Linked DNA regions of Mus musculus: region 2 is linked to region 1. A link is a contact called in public HiChIP or PLAC-seq data. All regions are on one chromosome and are shown on one strand. The core of a region is the stretch at or near the end of the contact, and the rest is flanking DNA. Distances in the headings are between cores, read along the strand shown. Region 1 holds the start of Tmtc2 (transmembrane and tetratricopeptide repeat containing 2). Region 2 has its middle 62 kb from the start of Gm15663.

Region 1 (5,720 bases), core at 397-2,896:
AAGAAGTAAAAGGATGACGTTGGAAATCATAACAGCTAACTTATTGCACTTACCAGTCCCCCTCTGGATGCTTTATTTACATGGAAACTCACCCAACCAAAGTAGTATTTATAAGTGAGGGGTGAAGGAGGTGATTGGCCCCAACTTACTCAAATAATTAATAGCTGAGTTGATACTCAAATCTAGGTATCTGACTTAAGTATTTATTCTTCCCCCAGTGCCCCAGGATCCAATATCAATACATAAGCTCAGAAGAAGGTCAGAGAGGATCCGAATGGAGCAACTGGTATGATTTTTAAAAAAACTTTAAAAAATACATTATACCGGGGAGCACTGAAGAACAAGAATCACCATCTTCAATATATTATTTGAGAACTTCCTACGTGCTCATAATATTTTGATCAAATCACAATTTGCCTGTTGGAGGTTGAACACACATTTGTCAGTTTCCAAACGATTTCTTTGTGAAGTCAGACATCCTTATTCTGCAGGCGTTCAAACTTTTCAGATCGCTGCCACATACCCAGGGAGTCCACTTTCCTTATTATCTTTGAAGAGCTTGCTGGTTAGGTGCAAAAGGGGAAGTTGGAAGTCAGCCCTGCAAGGACGTGTTTTCTGTGCCCTGTAGCTTCCCCACAGCAGGGGGCGCTGCAGTCGTGTTCATCATAGTCCAAGGGAGCGACCAGGGCAGTCAGAAAGGGAACCAGGCAGGAAGGGGGTGTGGCAGACAGCTCTCGGATCTCTTTGGTCATGCAACTTTAGTACCCAGCGCTCCTTCTGCCCAGACCATTCTTCTGCACCGTATTTCATCATGTTGGATGCCTTCCATCCAGTCTTGCATCCGGGCGGAAAGGAAAGGGCATTAGCTTTCCGCTCTGCTGGGTTTAAGGATGCCGTTGTAGAGGGTTGCATTAGCGTGGTCTCTTCTATAGTCTCAGAGTCAGCTTGACAGTCCTGAACCACTAAAGACACCCATCCCCACGCAATTTCTGAGGAACGCGTGGGTGTTTCTTACCTTCTTGCCTCTCCTCTTTCATTTCCTGGATCCCTTTTCATGATCTTACTGCGGGGCACGCGTCTTTCCACTAATATTAATGTCGACCGTCACGGCGTGGCCTCGGAAAACTCTCTCCTAAACGCTGCTTCCCTGGCTCTTCAACAGGCCCTTCCATCCCAATTCAGCTCACGCATCGCGCGCGCGCGGGGCAATAGATCCTTAGTGTCAACCGAGGTTGCCAGCGCTCTGCAAACCTGTTCTACCTCTCCGCGTCCCGAGAAGTCTCTCCAGCTGACCAGTCTTTTGCCTGACAGCTCTTGGCACTAGACGTTTGGCTTGCGATCTAGAGCGTGCAAAGCGCCTCCCCGCAGCACTGGGCAAACCATTGACTCCTCCTGTCGCCTCTCTCCTCCATCTCCCAGAGCCCAGGGCACACTCTAGCTATCGTTTTGGGCAATCTTCCAAAAGTCATCTTTGTCCTGGGCTTTGGGGGAGGCTTTCCAGAGTCAAAAAGAAGGTGAAGGAAGATGAAGAAGAGAGTGGGGCCAGAGTACCAGGCTGGAGCAGCTAGAAGAGTGGGCGGAGCCTCCAGCCAGTGGGGGTAGACAGGGAGGAGTCTGCGGGGAGGATCTGGGTGGAGAAAGGGGCCGGGCTAGCTTAGGGTGGTGGGCTGGCCACGCAGGCGCGTGGGGCCGCGACGAGAACCCCACGCGGGAGCTTTTGGAGTCCCCAGTCGCCGCTTCTCACTTCACTGGAGAGGGGTCCGGGAGGGAACCAATAAAGAGTGAATGTGCCGCAGCCGCGGTGGCGGCCGAGTTGCTGCGAACGGCCCCGGAGTCGTGCGCCCGGGAGGCGGCGAAGGGAGGCGGTTCGCCTCGTCCCTCCCACCCGCCCCTTTCTCTCTCGGTCTCTCTCTCTGTCTCTCCTTTCCTCCCGCTGGTCCCAGATCCTCGCTCTGTCCAGCCCTTTGGTCCCCCCTCTTGCACTCTTCTATCTCCGCAGTCCTTTACCTTAGGGCGTCCCAAAGTGCCATGGGTTAGGGTGGGGACCGCGAGCCGCGGGAAAAGGACAAGCCCCGATTCTCCGCCGGGGGGCGTGAAGCCGATCGCCGCTTGCCTCTCGCGGTTGTCGGGTATGGGGAGAGCGGTGTGAGCCCGCAACCCCCGGAGCACGCAGGAACAGCGGAGCCCGGCGCCCCGAGGAGGAGCCCGGGATCGGAAGAAGGAGAGGAGGGAGGACGAGGAGGCGGGCGGGGAAGCCGGGGAAAAGTGCAGCCAAGGAGGAGAAGGCGGCGGAAGGTGGGGATTGATGCTTCTGTTTTTTGTTGCCGCTGCTGCGCTCGCGCTGGGAGCCAAGCCGGAGGGAAGGCGGTGGAGAGATGATTGCAGAGTTGGTGAGCAGCGCTCTGGGGCTCGCCTTGTATCTCAACACCCTGAGTGCTGATTTCTGCTACGATGACAGGTAAGTGGGTGAGAGAAAGGGGCAATGGCTGCGGTGCGACGGGGGTGGGGTGGGGGCTCCTCGGTGGCTCTGGTACTGCTTGCTGTCAGGCTGAAGCGCGTCTTGGGGGCGGGGTTGGGGGGACAGGTATCTGCACCTGAAGGTTTAGGCGACACGGAAACCGTAACACCTAAAGCAAACAGCCGGGACGGACGCAGGCGCGCTGGGCGGGCCGAACGAGTTTCCGCTCCTACTTTGCAGCAGGTTCTTGCTTGCTTCTTGCTGGTTGGCAGGCGCTTAAGTTTCTTTGCGGAAATCCAGGCAATTTGGAAGACTGTTTAATGAACCCACGTTAAACAAACAACCAGCCAAAGTAAAAATTCCAATAACAATCCTTGGTATACCTTGGTGCAAAAAAAAAAAAAAAAAAAAAAAAAAAAAAAAGAAAGAAAGAAAGAAAGAAAGAAAGAAAAAGCATATTAAGCGATTTTACGTGTGGGCTGGAAGGAAGCACCTCTGCACCCCTAGAAGATCCTCCCCGTGTGGTTTCCTTTTATTGATAGGACACTGATTTCTCGAAGTTAAACGCACATATGACAGTTGCCAAATAGAGGAAAGAGCGCGCGTACTCTGAGTCAACTTTCTCTTTGACGTGTATGATAGTAAACTTTGAGCTGTATCTCGCTGCTGGTTGTATCTCTCGCTCCCCCAACCTTGCTCACGCATCATGGGGAATTCCTTTATAAAAACGTGGGCTTTCAGTTCTGTTTGGGCGTTTTGCATGAGACATTAGTGATTCGCTGGTGCTAATTGCAGAAGAAGACGCCCTGGAGACAGAAGTTGTCTTCTGTATTTGGGTTAGTTTGGGTGGCTAATGAGACCCGGATTGTGTTGTCAAAGAAACTGCATTGATGCTTGGAAAAATATCACCCTTGTGCTGATGTCTCTACCTATTTTTAAAATATATTGTTAGTGTTTAGAAACTGATGAAAAGCTCCAATAGCCATTAGGGACAACTCCCAATTTGTGCCTTTCCGGTGACTTAATCTGATTACAATTAAAACAGATGCATAATTAAAATATATTGGGGAGAACGGCATGCCTGGCTAAACTTATTAACCATCCTGGAGTGTTTCATGCTCCATTGAAATTAAACCATCCAAAAAGTGAACACAGATTTACTCTGACAGCCTTTCAGCAGCCTCTCTGGGCGTAGGGGAGTGAATGGATCTCCAGGGTTAGGGCGAGGAAGCTCGTGAACCCAGCAAAGTGGTTGACAACAGTCCGAGAAGGAAGGGTATATACTCTTTGCTAGCCAGCCATAGTCTATATACTCTGTTCGGTCCACTCTCCTGCTAAGAGTGATTGGATGTCTTAAATCAGGGGATCTTGGTCCCCACCCTCATGTCTGCTATGAAATTCCCTGATGATACTTGCAGAACTACCCCATACACCCCTGATGTGTTTCTGCATTGTGCCCAGCAGAGACTGGCTGATAGTCTCTGGCAGACAAACTTTTCCTCAACTTTTTAAAGAGTGTACTGACTTCAGCTGCTCTCAGAAATGGTCCAAGAGTGAGGCAGGCTGGGCTGCTGGCCTTTCTCTCTCTTCAGATTTCTGTGATGTTGCACCTGCTATTTTAAGAGTCCCCATGGGGAATGCTTTGTTCAGGTTTCGCTAAAATGAGTCCAGGGATGAGTCAGGGCAGTGGCTGACTCTTCTGGGGGGTGGTGATCTGGAAGAGGGAGTGTTGAAACCAAGAATACGGAGCTTAGGAAGAAAGTAAACTCGGAAATACTGTCACATTGTTGAACATTATGATAAAGCAAGCATTTCTCTTGACTACGCTTAACTGCTGCCCAGTTCTTAAAAGAGGATAAAGGCACCACTTCCTTTAAAAATGGAGACTAAAACTTAAGTCAGTGTGCAGGCGCAGCTTTCTGTAGGTCTCCCACTCACCCTGACCTGTTTGGACAGTGAGTCTGGGAGACAGCTGTGCTGATGATGATACATGAGTTGCCCTTGATGACTAGAATTTGTTATAGGTTCCTCCCCCTGTTACAGGTCACAGTGAGTGTTACCAATCCTTGTCTTCTATTTTCTCTCTGTATAGGTGAATTTCCTGTGATAATTTTCTCATATCATTGATAGCAGGTCCAATATGATATTTAGACATGTATCTATAGAACACTGAGGGCCTAAAGTATGAATTATGCTTCACTATGCATTAAAAATTATTTTCTGAAAAAAATTATTTTCTGGCAAAACTACATATGCAACCGCAAGGTCTTAAAAATGTGAAATCTTAAGGGTAGCAAACTTTATTCCTGTGTTCCCGAGGAACCATCAGGTGCATATTTATGCCACACTGAATTTATTTGTTGTGTGTTCAGCATGCGAATGTGATTCATTGCCAAGGTGCACTGTCAACTGTGGCTTTGCAAATGCACTTTCCCCGTAAGTTCTGTAGCTCGCTGGTGTGTGAAGAGGGAAGCGAAGAGGGGGAGCCACGTGGAAACGACAGTGTGATAGGCTGGTTTCCAGTACTCCATTTCCATTTGCAGAGATTCACATGGAAAGCATTGCTTAAATTATATCTGTGCATTGTGATGACCCCCAGGAACTTCAGTGGAGTACAGTTCTGGAACTGAAGCCCCTGGAAGTAGCAAGAACCACACATAAGGGGGTGATGGCTCGTATGCATGACTTGCTTCGCTAAATTAGAACCTTGCATTGTAGCCTGAAGAATCTGGCCGTTACTTTAGTAGGGTGTTATTATTGTTGCAGTGTGAGTGTTATTGCTCATGTACTTCTCAAAGTTGCCATTTGTTTTAAACACCATGATCAGTTTAGTTTATCAACTGGTATACTGATAATCATTTTTATGTCTTATATAGCTTGTTGGAAGTTAGGTGGCAACATAAAGCTTTCTTGAAGCAAAGATCAGTTCCGCACTGTAGCCACTCAATGTCTTTCAAGTGTTTTGGTGGTAAACCTAAGAATATGTGTACAGTGTGTGGAAATGAGTGATGCCAGGGCAGACTTCACAGTATCTGATGAGAAAACATACATGCTTTCAGCCTTGTTCTCTCTCCTCTCAGCTTTAGAATAAGGTAATGACTGCTTAATCTGAAGTTGTGGTACCAATGTGAAATGCTTGGCACATCTTAAGTTCTGCTCAATGTGACGCCTTAAGTGATCCTTTTCATTCTCTGGAGAAACTTGATGTTCACGAGTGTGCGAAATACAGACAGATACCTTTTGTGACCCCCTATCTCTTTTC
Region 2 (6,496 bases), core at 259-2,758, 64 kb before region 1:
TTGATCCTCAGTTGGTGGTGCTGTGTGGGTAGGTTTAGGAGGAGTGGCCTTGCTAGAAGGAGTATGTCATCATTGGGGGAGGGCTTGCCGGTTTCGAAGCTGTGTTCTCTTTTCCAGTTCACTCTCTCTGACTTGTGGATTTCCGTTTAAGATGAGATCTCTCAGCTTCTCTCTCCAGCTGCCACGTCTCCCTGCTGTGGTGGATTCTTTCTTATTCCTCCGGAACAGTAACCCCTCCTCATGTAAGTCACTTTGGTCACAGATCTTTATCCCAGCAATAGAAAATGTGTAACCAGCGAGGAGGTGATGTGTAAATGCACGCCTTTAATCCCAGTACTCGGGAGGCAGAGGCCAGCCTGGTCTACAAAGTGAGTTCCAGGACAGCAAGGGCTATAAAGAGAAACCCTGTCTCGAAAAACAAAACCAACCAACAAACAAAAAATGTGTAACCAATACAAGTACAATGCAGGACTTTAATAACAGTTCAAGCAAACAACATCCAAATAGGTTTTCCTTTCCTTCTTCATAGGCGCGATGATTAATGTGATCCTTTTGTCTCCTCTCTTTACACAAAAGCTTAAGAGTCAAATAAAGAAAAAAATCTCTTATAATGAAAACATTGGTCTAATAAAACAAGAAGAAAAAAAAGAAATGTTTGTCCTAAATAACATTTCCAAGATGGCCCATTCCCACCGCAACTAAAGAATGTAAATCATTTTTCAGGTTCATTTTTATGGGGTGTTATTTTAACTTAAAAACAGACCCAGAAAGAGAGAGAAGATGAAATTGAATCTCACTAATTGAAATGGATGGGCCCAGAGCAAGCATCCATAGTCACAAACATGGTCAGTGTCTGTTCTCCCAAAGGCGCCATTTGTTAATGTCCCCGCGTAGCCGTGGTTACGCGGCTGCAGCATGTATGGAATGGCTTCTCTTCCTTACAAGTCAGCGCAGAGATGTGCCTGTGGGAAGAATAACAATAGCCTCCAGAGCTCTGGAGTGTATTTGAGATTTCAATTAAAAGTCCCTACCCACAGGTGGACTCCTTCCAAGTGCTGCCCTTTGGGGTCCTCACTCCTCCATGAGCCAGGAAAAAAAAAAAAAAAAAAAAAAAGGCCAGCCATCTATGGGGCTTTGTTTGCTGGGTGTGCTGTGAGACAATAGAATAATGAACAGCGAAGTCAGCTGGTGCCAGAGCTCTGTCCCAGGGCCTGGCATCTGGGAATCCGGTCTATTTACTCAGAGCAGCTGGGCAAGTTTGGAAAGACATTCCAGTTCGAAGATCCATTAACCCCTGCTAGGAGCCGCCTTTTAACGTGGACTTTTTTTTTTTTTTTTTTTTTTTTTAAACAGGATAAATAAGTGTTGGGTCCTACTGAGCTTGCACCCAGACAGTGGTAATGATTAACTTACACGGAGTAATCTTCAAGATCTCATACGCTCTCGGGCTTCGAAGCTCATATTTTGAGAGATGTTGGCAATGATGTGGTTGGAATGGTTTTTAATGCGGTGCTTTGTCCTGTGGAGTACTTGGAGACACTTAAATCAAGCCCTTTGTTTCCCAGTGCTCTGATAGAAGGGAATGGGCAGTTTTGTGGTTACTTTACCCTATAATAAGAAGACCGTATCTCCCGGACTGTTGCACAAACCCTTACCAAGTACATGCTTTGCCAAGCACGTAATTAATTAGGCATATCTGAACGAGAAGTTAGAGTCCCTGCTATCATAATGTCGCACATGCACCTGAAATCTTATTTCTAATTATAAGCCACACATGTGTGGAAAATAGGAAATGAGGCTCTGAAAATCTTTCCTGAACTGCACAATTTACTATTCTAGGGGTTTTTTTCTTCCATTATTCCAGTCAAAGCAGAGGATTGTTATAAGAAGCGAACTTATCTTCATCTCTGCCAGAGTCTCATCTCTCTCCTTTACATTTGAAATATCCTTATCCCATCTTTAAAATTTCAGAATCTCATTGTCTGTCAAACTCCCATTAAAAACTCCTTACTCTCTCTGTGCCATCCCAGCCAATGGGCAAAAATGTTCTTTCTTCCTGTGATACCTTTAGAAACTCGCTTTGCTATATCATAGGTAACTTATCCTTATCTGTGTGTGGTCCTTCACCTCTCCTTCTTTTCCTCAAACATCTCTAAAATCTCACATGTTCATGATCAAGCTCTAAGGTTGTTCTGATTTTGTTGACTAGAGTCTTTACACATCACTCGAGATTTTACACTAACTAGTCATGTTTTAGTTAGATTAGACATTCAGGGGCCGTGTTTGAGCAGAAATTGAGCCCCCCACCCATGTGTTCTTTATGGTTATCAGACATAAGGAAGGGAAGGCCCATGTTTGACAGCTTAGAAGTTAGTTCAGGAAGAGTAGATTTCTACTAGAAATGGTGGTTCTCTTGGAAAACAAGAGGAGCAAGAAGCCCAAGAGACAAAACATGATTGACAGGTACCAGGCACTGATGCATTCACGTGGGAACCACTATTGTAAAGATTCAAGAATTACAGAGGGAGCAGCCCTTTCCCAGTTCTCTGAAAGCTGAGGCAGGTGGATCTTTGTAAGTTTAAGGCCAGCTTTATCTACGTAATGCTACCCTATGTAAAAAACAAAAAACAAAAAACAAAACAAAACCAAAAAAAAAAAAAAAAAAAACGTCAAAAACGAAAGAAACAAAAAGTATGCAAGAAAGCTGCAGCTATTGCTGAGGCTGGCATTTGAAATGGTATGGAAATGAAATGGACTGGGCCTTGGTATTATAAACCCAGGATTCCAGGTCTCAGGAAGGCTGTGATGAGATTATAGGTGTATACAGTAAAGCCCTGTCTCCAGAACGAACGGAAAAAAAGAGAGGAAAGGAGGACAGAGGAGGGAGAGGAGAAGATGGGGGTAGAATAGGGAAAGAGAAGGACATTGAGCTAGTTTGGCACTCACACTCGCCAAACCCCTAACTGACAGCCCTCCTGCCTCAGCTTCACAATTACAATGTCATTAGGCTGTGTCGCTATGGTCACCTCAACATTATAGTCCTTATCCCAATCAACTTCAAACTAGGCAGGACTTCTAAATTGATTTTTATCTCATGTTTGAGAAAATTGGTATCCATGCTTTAACCAAGATGCTCAGTTCTCCTCAGCTTATAAACAGGTGGTCTTGGATCCAAGTTTATGTCTTCCCACCCAGTCTTTATTATAAGTGTTGGGGATTTATTTTTGTCAGTACAGCAAGAAGGAGACTTAGTGTTAGGACTTTGAGTTGACCCTCGACACTGAGCATATGTGTGCCTGGGTGACCCACAGTTGAAGGGAAAGGAACAAAAGAAAGATGGTCACTACCCTGATTTCTTCAGTCTCCAGGCAATACTTCTAATAAATCAAAAGCCAGGGGGCAGCAAGCCAGAGAGACTGAGAAATGTATCTGGCAGGGTTTTCTGTCTTTCTTACCTAAAATACAGTCCAAAGCAATGAACCTGTAGAGCCTCTTGATCAATAATCTCTTCCATGTGCCACTCAGCTTTGAGCTAGTGGTTTAATTTACAAATATATTATCCTCAATGAGAAGTCTGATGAACTGCAACATCCTTACCCGTGGGCCACTTTTGAGCTCTCTGTGAGATAGACTTTTCCCCCTAAAATAATGCATATAATGATGTACATTTCTCTTTGCTGCATTTTTGCTTTCTAGGTAATTTTATTATTGTCTTGGTTACCATTTCCTGTGTGTATCTTCTTGTCCTGGAATCACTCCACAGTATGATAGTACATCTAGGTCTGTCTTATCTTGAGCAGATCTTATAGAACTGCATTCCCATTTCCCTATGAAACTCCATTTGATATATATATATATATATATATATATATATATATATATATATTAATAAACTGATTTATAGAGAAATGTAAGTACTTAAGGGTGACATCTAGTCTTCCAGACAAGCTTCAGTGAACTCATGCTTGTGCAGTGTCTTCTGCTTTGAATAGCTTCAAAGTCAAAGTGATGACACTTCCCCCATAAAGCTAACTTACAAAGGTCAACAGCATTTTGACCTGATCTCTTGCAGTGGTTGCTATGTAGACGCTCTTATTCTTTGAGGACACTCAAGGTATTTCATAGCCCATGTTGGAGTTCTGACCCATTGCCAACAGCCATCAGCTTTCTAATGTTGAGAATAAACTCGACAAGATGTAAGCAGCCCAAGTCAAGCATCTATGGCAGGATTAATGGTGCTAAAGTGAAACTTGATAGCAACCAGGAGAAATCACAATGCTGCCTGAGACTTTGCCTACAATGGCTAACTTCTGACTCCGTGGCTGTTCTAACGTTTTTCAGAAGGGACTTTGTGAGGTTGATGCTCAGCAATGATGATATCCTTGATCTCCTAGAATTCTGATATTATGCAATAAATTTATTCAAAAACATCACAGAGAGAGAGAGAGAAAAAAGAGAGAGAGAGAGAGAGAGAGAGAGAGAGAGAGAGAGAGAGAGAGAGAGAGGTATAGCTCTGGCATAGGACTTTGCTATGTAGTACAGGCTGGGCTGGATTTCACATCGAATCCCTCTAACTTAGAGATGTCCCATCTCAGCGTCACAACCACTTGGACTGCAGGCACAAGCCACCACAACCAGTCCAACGATAAATTCCTTCTCCCAATACACTTGACAAGTGACACACAGGGACACATTTATTTTAATTCCTTTTTATTTTAATTCATTTTTATTCTTATCAATTTTCTTTCACATTTTAGGAAGTTGATATTGTGTTCAGCCAAGATGTCCACGTTTCCCCAGTATGTTAAAGCAGATCCTGAATCCAAACCCAGGTTTTCTAGGCAACCCTATTGTAATGGCTGAGGATGTTGTTTATTGATATAGAAGTCAAGTTAGAGATGTGAGGTGAGGTGTTTCCTTTGCTCCTCAGCACTGAGCATGTATCTGCCTAGATGATGGATGTGCACTAACATGTCAAAGATCCAGCGGGACAATGTGACAGACAGCTGTGGAGCTGAACTACCTCATATATCTAAGAGGAGTGAGCTGTGTCCATTACAAGCAGAACACTGCACACCACTGCTCTTGTTCATTCCCCTGTCTGCTAATACTTTCCAGATCTTTAATCTAAGCATCTTGAGAAATCTAGCTGTAGTTTTTTTGGGTTTTTTTTTTTAACTTTCCCAGGATTTACTCCAGATCATAGACACATGTGCTCAGAACATCCTGATTCTCTGTTACAATGTGTTTCTCATTTGTGATTTCACTGAAAAGCTTCTATTATCTAGAACAACCCTACAGTCTCTAAGACACTGAATAACAAGTCATGTTAGATAATGTATACATTCCTTTTCTCTGACAGATGAAAATAAAAGACTTTTGCTAATAACATATTTACTACAAAAATGACAATTTTCAAACACTGTAATATTTGTATTTTTATTTATTCTATTACTTCCTACCATTACATAGATAATGTCCTGATTTTTTTTCCAAGCTGAGCATTTGGGTCAGAATTATTTATCCCAATGGGTTACGAAGGCCAATATAAACGGTATCCATCCGCATTTCCTGTCGGCTTTTCACCCAAAACCTGGGACCATTTTGTACTGGGAAATCTAAGTCAGATAAACATAAGGTGGCACTGGAGAGAGGGGAGTTATGAAATGACCATTCCAACGAGCTTTTTGCAAGCAGTGCTCTGCCTGGGAAAACCCATCTCTTTTCTTTTGTGCAGCTATCTTTGAATATCATTCAAGACCACTCCCCACCCCGACAGACAGTGGATTATCGTCTTTTCTTCGTAGACAAGCTTGTGAGCTGCGATGGTTTGTATATCCTTGGACCAGGGAGTGGCGCCATCTGAAGGTGTGGCCTTGTTGGAATAGGTGTGACCTGGTTGGAATGGGTGTGTCACTGTGGGTGTGGGTATAAGATCCTCACCCTAGTTGCCTGGAAGTCAGTTTTCCACTAGCAGCCTTTGGATGAAGACATAGAACTCTCAGCTCCTCCTGTGCCATGCCTGCCTGGATACTGCCATGCTCTCACCTTGATGATAATGGACTGAACCTCTGAACCTGTAAGCCAGCCTCAATTAAATGTTGTTTTTTATAAGACTTGCCTTGGTCATGGTGTCTGTTCACAGCAGTAAAACCCTAACTAAGACATGGGCCAACCTGATCTCTGCAATGCCACAGTCAAGGCTGACCTGTCAGATGAATCTAGGCCATGTCAAACAGATGGAAACACTAACTGGGGCAGCTCTTGCCTAGGGTACACACTAACCAGGGCAGCTCCTACCGGGGGTACGCTTTACTTTGCTTGGAGATGACACGACCTTTTCTGCTTCTCCTGTTAGCTTGCTTTTTAGTCATGATACACTTCTGGAAGGAAGAGGCACCCAATGTGTCCTGGTAGGACCAGTGTTCAGCAAGATGCTCAGGGGTTATGCTTTCCGCGTCGCCTTTATCTTAAATATGAGAGCATTCCAGATTTG

The links. HiChIP or PLAC-seq counts read pairs in DNA pulled down with a chosen protein or histone mark.
Region 2: an H3K4me3 HiChIP or PLAC-seq map of neural progenitor cells shows a contact between it and region 1, with 106 read pairs. The contact joins the enhancer-like site here to the promoter of Tmtc2 in region 1. A contact is called at or near these places in 1 of 39 promoter capture datasets (the 3T3-L1 cell line), 4 of 484 Hi-C or Micro-C datasets (cortical glia, forebrain, neural progenitor cells and 1 more), 2 of 115 datasets of contacts at active chromatin or transcription factors (embryonic fibroblasts and neural progenitor cells) and 1 of 9 other capture datasets (pancreatic islet).

Annotation. Positions count from the first base shown.
Region 1 is chr10:105,570,405-105,576,124 of GRCm38.p6, reverse strand. Tmtc2 (transmembrane and tetratricopeptide repeat containing 2) reads left to right here and starts at 1,646. Exons shown (of 12, transcript NM_177368.4): 1 at 1,646-2,458. The coding sequence starts at 2,376. Gm15663 (predicted gene 15663) reads right to left here and starts at 1,574. Exons shown (of 3, transcript NR_038032.1): 1 at 438-1,574.
Region 2 is chr10:105,633,788-105,640,283 of GRCm38.p6, reverse strand. No RefSeq gene overlaps it. Among named protein-coding and RNA genes, the nearest start is that of Gm15663, 62 kb to the right of the region's middle. Within about 2 kb of position 1,508, at least 43 of the 459 cell types and tissues checked have an H3K27ac peak or open chromatin away from gene starts, as enhancers often do. A contact at or near this core is called in cortical glia, forebrain, neural progenitor cells and 1 more, where this site is marked.